Regions from separate parts of the Lactuca sativa genome. Here region 1 is linked to region 2. Evidence: chromatin contacts called from public Hi-C data. All regions are on one chromosome and are shown on one strand. Each heading gives the region's core, a stretch centred on a gene start, on an enhancer-like site or on the middle of the called end of the contact. The rest is flanking DNA. Distances are from core to core; before and after follow the strand shown.

Region 1 (4,373 bases), core at 184-2,683, 640 kb after region 2:
GTGAAATATTCTAATAGAATATTACACTGTACATATTCTAAAAAACAATTTTAAAATGCAAAATAAATGAAAAAATCTAAAAATTCTTTTTTTAAATATTATTTTCGCAACTTGAATTAACTAAATAAAATAAATAAAAAAAATCCCGTTTTTTTTTTAAATACGTGAAATATTTTAATAGAATATTACATTGTACATATTCTAAAAAATAATTTTAAAATGCAAAATAAATGGAAAAATCCAAAATTTCTTTTTTTAAATATTATTTTTCGGAACTTGATTTAACTAAAAAAAAATAAAAAATAAATAAATAAATGCGTCTCACGGTCTCACAAAATTAGGCCGTCTCACATGAACCTAACCCTATATATATATATATATATATATATATATATATATATATATATATATATATATATATATATATATATATATATATATATATATATATATATATATATATATATATATATATATATATATATATATATATATATATATATATATATATATATATATATATATATATGTTAATTTGTTTCTTATATTTATCGTGCTAGAATGCACTAATAAAAATTTAGTAAAATTAAATTATTATTTAATTAAATAAATATAGATATTAAATGATTTTCATAATTATATGTATATTTAATGATATCCATAATTATAATTTTCTTTTTATGGAAACTAATTTAATAACTTCAGTCTTGGTTTGAAAGTATTTTATTTATTTTTACTAAATGATGCTTTAAATATTTGATTAAATATTAAGTCGTATATTATATTTTTTCTAGACTAGATTTTGTAAAAGGTCTATCGAATAAATTAAATTGGAAAATTTTGTTTAACACATCTGATGCACTAAACAACAAATAAAAGGTGGGATCGGAAGCCATGCCTTATATAAGGAAAATAATTTATACATAACAATTTTTATTCATACTTTAAAAAAATATATCATGCATTTACAATATTATGTCATTTTAATACATTAAAAATCAAACATTTTGTTTTATGTTAACATCCAAAACTGTATTTATTTTTACACAAGGAAACCAGATTTTTTTCTTAGAGTATAAAATTGAACTTTTTTATACTTTTTCACATTCTTCATTTATATAATCTAACAATATCAGTCAATCAGATTAACTACCATAGTACCATGTACAAATCAACTGGAGACAAAAGGACATGGAGAAAAAAAAAAGACTTATAAGAACCCATACTAATAATTTCTGGTAAGAAATTTGATTAATTAAAAAATGATTTAGCTGAAATTAATAAAACATTAGAATATTTTATTAAAAAAAATAAGGAAAAGACTACCTATTAAATTTTGCCGGTAAAATCGCACTTATTTTCCCCAATTCTAAGCAAAGGTGCTCTCTTCTGTTCAACTTCCACTTCTCCTTTTTTGACTTTAAAAGTCAAGATTCATTCATTCATTCCATTCTCTCTTTCTATGTATATAGTATATACATATGTTTCTGCATATACTTTTTGATCTTTGATCCCATTATTCAACTCAAAGTTTCATCTTCTTTGGAGCTCCATATATAAGCTGATTATGAAGAACACTTCTGTAAGTTGCTAATCTTTGATTAAATCTGAAGCAGATCATTCCACCAATTGCTTATTACATCTTAATCTCTTTGCACATTTTTTACGCTACATACTCAAAATATTTGGAAAAACTGAAGATTTTGTATTAGAACATAAGATGTCTTAATGGAGTTGTTTCTTTTTGTTAGATATAATACTCAAAATGTTCTTGTAAAACTTCATCCTAATCTATTAATCCCTTTATGTAATGTATCAGGTAGCAATGCCTATGATCAAGAGGCAAAAATCATTACTATGCAGCCCTCTTCTTGGTGCTATATTAGTCTCCATGGCTTTCTTTATAGCAAGTGCACTAATTGTCATAGATCATAAACAGGTAGACATCGTTTTCAAATCTTTCATCTAGTCTAGACTACTAACTAAAAAACTTATGGGTTTGAGTTCACATAATAGCTTTGGTGATGTATCTTTTAAAATGATGCTTGGATATATATGTGATGTGATACGTCAATAGATGATAAGTTTACCCTTTTGTCTCTACGACGTAATAAAGAAATGTATGTATGGATTGTTTTTTACTTAATGTAGAAAGAACCAGGAAAAATATTCTAATAGCGACTTTTTGATTAATTATCATTGATGAATCTTCATATTAATTACTCATATGGTATCCTTTGATTTGATAAGTTCCCAAACTTACGGGCAATCTTGGTTCAGAGATCTCCAGAACTACGAAAGCCTGAGGCTCTACAAGTTACACCAATAAACATATGCGAGGTTTGACACTTTTGTATAAATATGTATGATTACTCTTTAACTTTCTTGACAATATCACATGTAAAGATATAAAAGTTGATCTTTATTTTTATTTTTTTCAAGAATCAATGCAGTCGTGATGGAAGTGAAGCGTTGCCTAAAGGAATCGTGTCAAAAACATCTGATCTAGAGATGCGGCCATTATGGGGCCCTCGTAAGAAGAGGGTATGTATAACTCTACTAGAAAATAAGGCCTCAGTAACAAATTTCCAACTAATTCACTGTCGCTAAAATCTTATTTTTAACCAATATGTACCACTTCATCTCTCCCTTATAAGTTATAACTAGTTCTATATTATTTACCAGAAGAACGTGAAGTCACCAATGAGCTTGTTGGCTATGGCGGTTGGGATGAAGCAAAAAGAAAATGTCAATGAAATGATTAAGAAGGTGATTGATTTAGTAATAATTAAGCGCTATATATATATATAGTCGTGAACAGATTCATAACTTGCTTTGAGACAAATCATTTGTGTTCAAAATTAGTTCCCATCGGATGATTTTGTGATTATGCTATTCCATTATGATGGGATTGTGGATGAATGGAAGGATCTAGAATGGAGTAGTCGTGTCATACATATTTCAGCTATTAGCCAAACAAAATGGTAAGAATTTTCCCACTGGATGATTTTGTGATTATACTGTTGTGTACGAATCAGCTTCCAAAATTATTATATATTCAAATGTGGTAATTGATTCTTGCCTATGGATGGCTTAGGTGGTTTGCTAAGAGGTTCTTGCACCCGGATGTTGTCTCAGAATACGCTTACATTTTCCTTTGGGATGAAGATCTTGGTGTACAAAATTTTGACGCGGGAAGGTTCTTCATTTGTCCCTAAACCCTAAACCCTAAAATGAACAATAGTAAGCAAATGAAGGTGATTTATAGTGATTCTAATGATGCAGATACTTATCGATAATAAAAAATGAAGGGCTTCATATATCTCAGCCAGCACTCGATCCTGAAAAATCAGAGGTGCATCATGAAATGACATCGCGAGAAAGTGGATCAACCGTACACAGGTAGAAATGTTAATCTTATCACATTTAACTTTAACGGTGAGTTTGACAAAAACTAGCCGGAAAGTGTAGCTTTTATTTGTGCAAAATTGTTTAGAAAAAATAGTTGTAAGCTTTTGAAATGTGTAAAACTACATAAAATCTTAAAGCCAATTGAATGAGCTTTTGGATTCATAATTTTTGTTTAAAGGACTTCTATCGACTTTTGAAGGGCAAAAGTGTTATGTTTGACGTAGAAAGTCAAATTGTTGACTTACCTATTTATGTTTCTGTTGTTGTTGATATTATGGTAACAGAAGGATCGAAAGAATGAGCCGCTCAAGAAAACAATGCTATAGAAACAGCACAGATCCACCGTGTACAGGGTACGCAAGACCTTAAAAGATTCATCATTTTAATTTTCGTTTTTTATTTTCATTTTAATCGATGTGTTAACTTAGGTGGGTGGAAATGATGGCTCCTGTTTTCTCAAAAGAAGCATGGCGTTGTGTGTGGTATATGATTCAGGTAACTACAATAAATTTATACTATTGAGACTTGAATCATTGACCATTTCTGAAAACTTACTATGACAAAGGCCATTTTGTACTTGATTTGTGACAGAATGACTTGATTCATGCATGGGGATTGGACATGCAACTAGGGTATTGTGCACAGGGTAATCGAACACAATATATTGGTATTGTTGACTCAGAATATGTTGTTCACTACGGTATTCCTACACTTGGGGATTCATCACAGAATAAGGTTCGTATATATACATTTTATAGTGTATTTGGTTTGACATTAAGCAACTTAACATGTGTGGAAAAGTCAATTAGACGTTTGTAACACGATGCATGGTTGACTAATATGCACATGGGTTGCTTTTTGTGCATGAGTATGACGAAAGGAATGATTGGACATGTGATCATGTGCCTTGATTTATTTCTTATGATTATTTTATGCAGACAAATAGTGACTCATCGAAAGAA
Region 2 (4,669 bases), core at 522-3,021:
TATCTTAAGAGGTACTCCATATGCAACACCAATGATAGGCTTGGATAAAGAGTTGACGACTTTCAACCGGCCTGGATTTTTGGTGTATTTGATGCCCAACTTCTTAGCTTCATCTTTAGCAAGGAAATTATGAGATGCACCTGTATCTACCAATGCCTTGGTGTATCCTCCATTTACCCTGGCATCCACGAACATTAGCCTTCCTCTTTTAGTCTTATTCTCTTCTATAGCACATAGTGCCTCAGCATCCCATTCATCCTCTACTTCCTTTTTGGAAGTTACTACATTGCTTTCAACAGACTTTTTCTTTGACCAACAATCCTTGGACATGTGGCCCCACTTTCCACAATTGTTGCAGTTGCCTTCGAACCTCCTCCCCCAAGAACTCTTATTGTCGATCTTTTGAGATCTCCATGGTTGTGAGGTTCCTGGTTGACTCTTTCCTTTGTCAGCATTTTTGTATGCTTCTTTAGAAGGTGGCTTGAAATTCCTCCGACTTTTACTTGTGTAGAGTGCTTCTTCTTCACTCTTCAGCGTGATGCCTCCCATTTGCTTAGCCATAGCTTCTTGGCTGGCCAACAAATTCTCAAACTCTACAAGTGATGGTTGAACGGGCCATCCTTGTACAGCAGTAATAAAGCTTCTATATTCCGGCCTCAGTCCATGGATAATGATCCTCTTCATTCGAGCTTCTGCAATGACGGATTGCGGATCTAGTTTAGTAATCTCCCGACATATCGACTTGACCTTGTGGAAATATTGAGCAATCGTCATGTCACGTTGTGAGATTGATAATAGCTCGTTCTCCAAAAGTTGTAGTCTCGTATCATTCTTCTTTGAGAAAAGCGTCACAAACCTGTCCCAAGCTTCTTTCGGGGTGTTCTCATCCCGAATATGCTCTAACATCTCTTCTTCGATTGTGGTCTTCAAGGCAAACATTGCTTTGCCTGCTTTGATTTTCCATTTGCGCAAAGCACCATTAACGTCTTCCTCTGGTGGCGTAGTTTCGCTTCCACCAACGACCTCCCATAGATCTTGTCCTTGTAAGTAGGACTTCATACATGTTTCCCACGTTTTGTAGTTGTTGTTGTTGAGTTTCTTGATTCCTCCGACGACTTGGAGATCACCCATCGTGTTGGCAGTACCTCGGTAATACCAAACAAGCTAGTTTCGATACTAAACTTGCAGAGTCACAAACTACTCACGATACAACGAGAATCACTCGTTCTCACTATCAAGAAACCTTGCTCTGATACCAGATTGTTGAACACGACTCTTTTATATGGGAAACAACAAGACTTTTATTAAGACACTTAAGGAGAACTCACACTTTGTGAGACTACTACACACTTTGCTTTCTTTGAGGCTTTCTTGGATACTTGGATGTTGGGATTGTTTGGAGCAAATGAGCTCCACACCTATTTATAGGTGTTTCCACCTCCTTATAGGAAGTTTCTAGATCTACATACATTCATGGCTATTCTAGAACTATCTACCATATTCTATATCTATTACAAGCTTTTATATGTTTCTAGAATGTTCTATAATGTCCTAGATAAGTATAGACATTCTTGTGTCTTCCATAGTGTTCTAGAATGTTCCATAGCCTTCCAGGGTCTTCCATCTCATTCTAGAGTATTCTAGAATCTTCCAGCATCTTCAACACTCCTCCATAGTATTCCATAATGTTCTAGAATCTTCCAGATCATTCTAGAACATGCTAACTTCTTCTAGACAATAACATGATTCTATTGGGCTAGTGATGACCTTCAACATTTGCTGCCTTGTCGGCGGACGTCCGCATCAACGGAAGTCCTCCAGCCGCCATGCATGAAGTCGGCTGCCACCACCTCCATTTCGTTCGATATTCCGATCAAATGGGGACATCTGCTGCCCCGCCATTAAGCGTCGCTGACCGCTACGCTATTGTTGATAGTTGCCATTGCGACGCTGCTGCTGGAGAACCGCGAGAGTCGATGAAACCCGTTGTGCCGTCGTTATGCCAGTCGTCTGGTCCGTCGGATGCCACCAAATGGGTGGTTGTGTCATGCCTTGCATATCAGGTGTGTGTCGATACCGTTCTTCTATGTCGACCACCACCGCCCAAGCAGCTGAAGGGTTGTCGTCGCTGTTGTCATTCTCTTATACTGCCGCCTTCACCACCCACCTCAGTGGATGTTGGGTTTATTTTCTGGGCAGTAGGGGGTGTGTGTGAAGTGGGTGTGTGTTTCAGCGTGTCTCGCAAGTTTGGATGTGTCGGGTTGTTGCTGCCGGAGAAAAGTCAAGGAAGAACCACAATGGCTGCCACCTCAAGGCCGCCATGGAGGGTGTGTGTGTTAGCTTAGTGTGTGTGTTAATAGAGTTTTCTGTTGTATGATATAATCGATAAAGGATAATGGAAAGAAACCCTAAACACCACAGTATGGTGGTGGCTACCGCCTCCCACCGCCACTGGCCGCCGTGTCGGGTGGCGGTGTGCTTTGATTGCGTTTGGACCTCGTTTGGGGGATGCTTGGACAATGTGGGACCAATGAAACCCTAATGGGCTCAAAGAAACCCTAGTAGGCCCAATGGTAATCCTAATGGGCTTAATAAGGCCCAATGTGACCTAAAAGCCCAATCAATGGACTAATGGGCTAGTATTGTGTTGGAAAACCCTAATAGCATAAAACCCTAAATTGTGGAAATCAATCCGCACACACACATGCGGGAATTATTTAATAACTTGAGATATTAAATAATAATCATTGGAAAATTAATCTATGGCAATAATGGACTTAATGGATTAAGTCCTTATTGGAGTAAGTCATTATTGGATTATGTCCTTAATGGGTTAAGTAAGAAACACTTAACCGTAATCATCATTTCATTTGAAAACCCTAATTTTGGGATTATGGGCTTGGACTTATCGGGACCCACTTTTGGGCGATTGGAAAGGAATTGTGTATTAAGCCCAATCACACCATATGACTTATTTAGTAAAGTGAGGGGCTTAATGGATTATGTCCTTAATGGGTTAAGTGAGAAACACTTAACCCTAGTTGTCATTTTATGTGAAACCCTAATTTCACTTGGGCCTTCCTATAGGGTTTTGGTGGTTAGACTATTGATGGACCATCCAAGAACAAGTTAATAGACCAAAGTAATTAGATGGGCTTTAGGATAAGGCCCATGTGAGGACTTGGGTCTAATTTGGAAGATCGGGCCATATGTTGGGCCTTGGCCTATTACTTGACCTTTGGGCTTTTGTAGTGTGAGTTTGACTTTAGCTTGGAACCCAATTATTAATTGGGTATTGTTTGATGTTGACAGTTCGGGAATCTGTCAATCAGCAGTTGGAGCGTACCTGGGAGACTTCAGCAGTGCCAGGTGAGTTCTCCTCACTATATCAACAGGGTCTAAGGCACCAAGGCCGGCCCTTTATGGATTGTATTCGAATTATTGGATTTTATGCATACTAATTTATATCCTGGTAGTTAGGTGGTGTTATGCTATGCTTTAGTGGCTCGGTTTGGTCGGTATCCTGGTAAATAGGATGATGCTATGTTAGTGACCTGTTAGGTCGATATCCTGCTTATAGGATTATTGCTATGCTTTGTGATCTGTTAGGTCGGTTTAACTGTTATATATATATATATATATATATATATATATATATATATATATATATATATATACATGTTAGTATTATATGATGTCTATGTGCACATGATTGTCCTGATTATAGGATGATGCTATGTTAGTGACCGGTTAGGTCTGTATCCCGGTTATTGGGATGTTGCTATGATTGGTGATCTGTTAGATCGGTTTGACTGTTATATGAAATGAGCTAGCGTATGATATTTATGTGCACATGTGTTGTTTGATTGGGGGTTGGGTTGAGGCGGTCTTGTTTTGTGATGTAGGCCAACATACCCGACGAGCGGTCCGAATAGGCTGTAGGCCCTGCTTGGCGGTCCAGACATGCCGAAGGCTCGAAGAGCAGCCCAGATAGACTAAAGGCCTGTGAGGCGGTCCATTCAGGCTGATGATTCATTATGCATGTGGTTATGTATTGGTTATATGACATGGTTATGTTTGTATGGCGTTGGTATTTTGGAGAAACTCACTAAGCTTCGGGCTTACGGTTGTTGATTTTATTTCAGGTATTTCTGATGACCGCGGGAAGGCGAAGGCGTGATCGTACACCTCCTTATATTTTCATGATTGATTCTGGGGATACTCTGATGTCTAAACTATTTTGAAAACAAATTGTAATGACTTAACGGTTTTAAATGTTTTAAAAGTTTTAATTTGGCTCAAATTTTATGGGTGTTACAATGGTATTTTAAACTTTCGATGGCGAACGATAGTGTATTCTAGCAAAATATATTTTATGTATAAACATTATAAAGCATAGAATGTATACATGTATTATGCCATAATGTCTTTAAGATTGTTTGTTAACAAATATATTTGCTTAAATGCTAATACTAACGAGTAATGCATGTTATTCTTTTATAATGGCTTGAAGAAATAATCAAATATTGATCATACAAGAGAAAGACTTGGAATCGAGTTCAACAACAAGTATATTTGCGAAGAATTACGTCCTTATGATAATACATCACATTTTCGTAAGAATAGTTGGAATCAAGTAGATAATTAGGACAATTGAAGAAGATCAAGC

Evidence for each region. A called contact is a pair of places that touch in the nucleus more often than the background predicts.
Region 1: a Hi-C map of leaf shows a contact between it and region 2, with 6 times the contacts expected there. The contact joins the promoter of LOC111918289 here to the promoter of LOC111915581 in region 2. A contact is called at or near these places in 2 of 4 Hi-C or Micro-C datasets (leaf and seed).

The regions. Positions count from the first base shown.
Region 1 is chr8:154,590,110-154,594,482 of Lsat_Salinas_v11, forward strand. LOC111918289 reads left to right here and starts at 1,434. Exons shown (of 13, transcript XM_042897132.2): 1 at 1,434-1,582; 2 at 1,820-1,939; 3 at 2,251-2,340; 4 at 2,443-2,544; 5 at 2,689-2,769; 6 at 2,866-2,984; 7 at 3,098-3,199; 8 at 3,286-3,402; 9 at 3,696-3,764; 10 at 3,840-3,906; 11 at 4,003-4,146; 12 at 4,350-4,373. The coding sequence starts at 1,568.
Region 2 is chr8:153,950,897-153,955,565 of Lsat_Salinas_v11, forward strand. LOC111915581 reads left to right here and starts at 1,772. Exons shown (of 3, transcript XM_023911232.3): 1 at 1,772-2,327; 2 at 3,313-3,369; 3 at 4,146-4,414. The coding sequence starts at 1,827. The coding sequence ends at 4,244.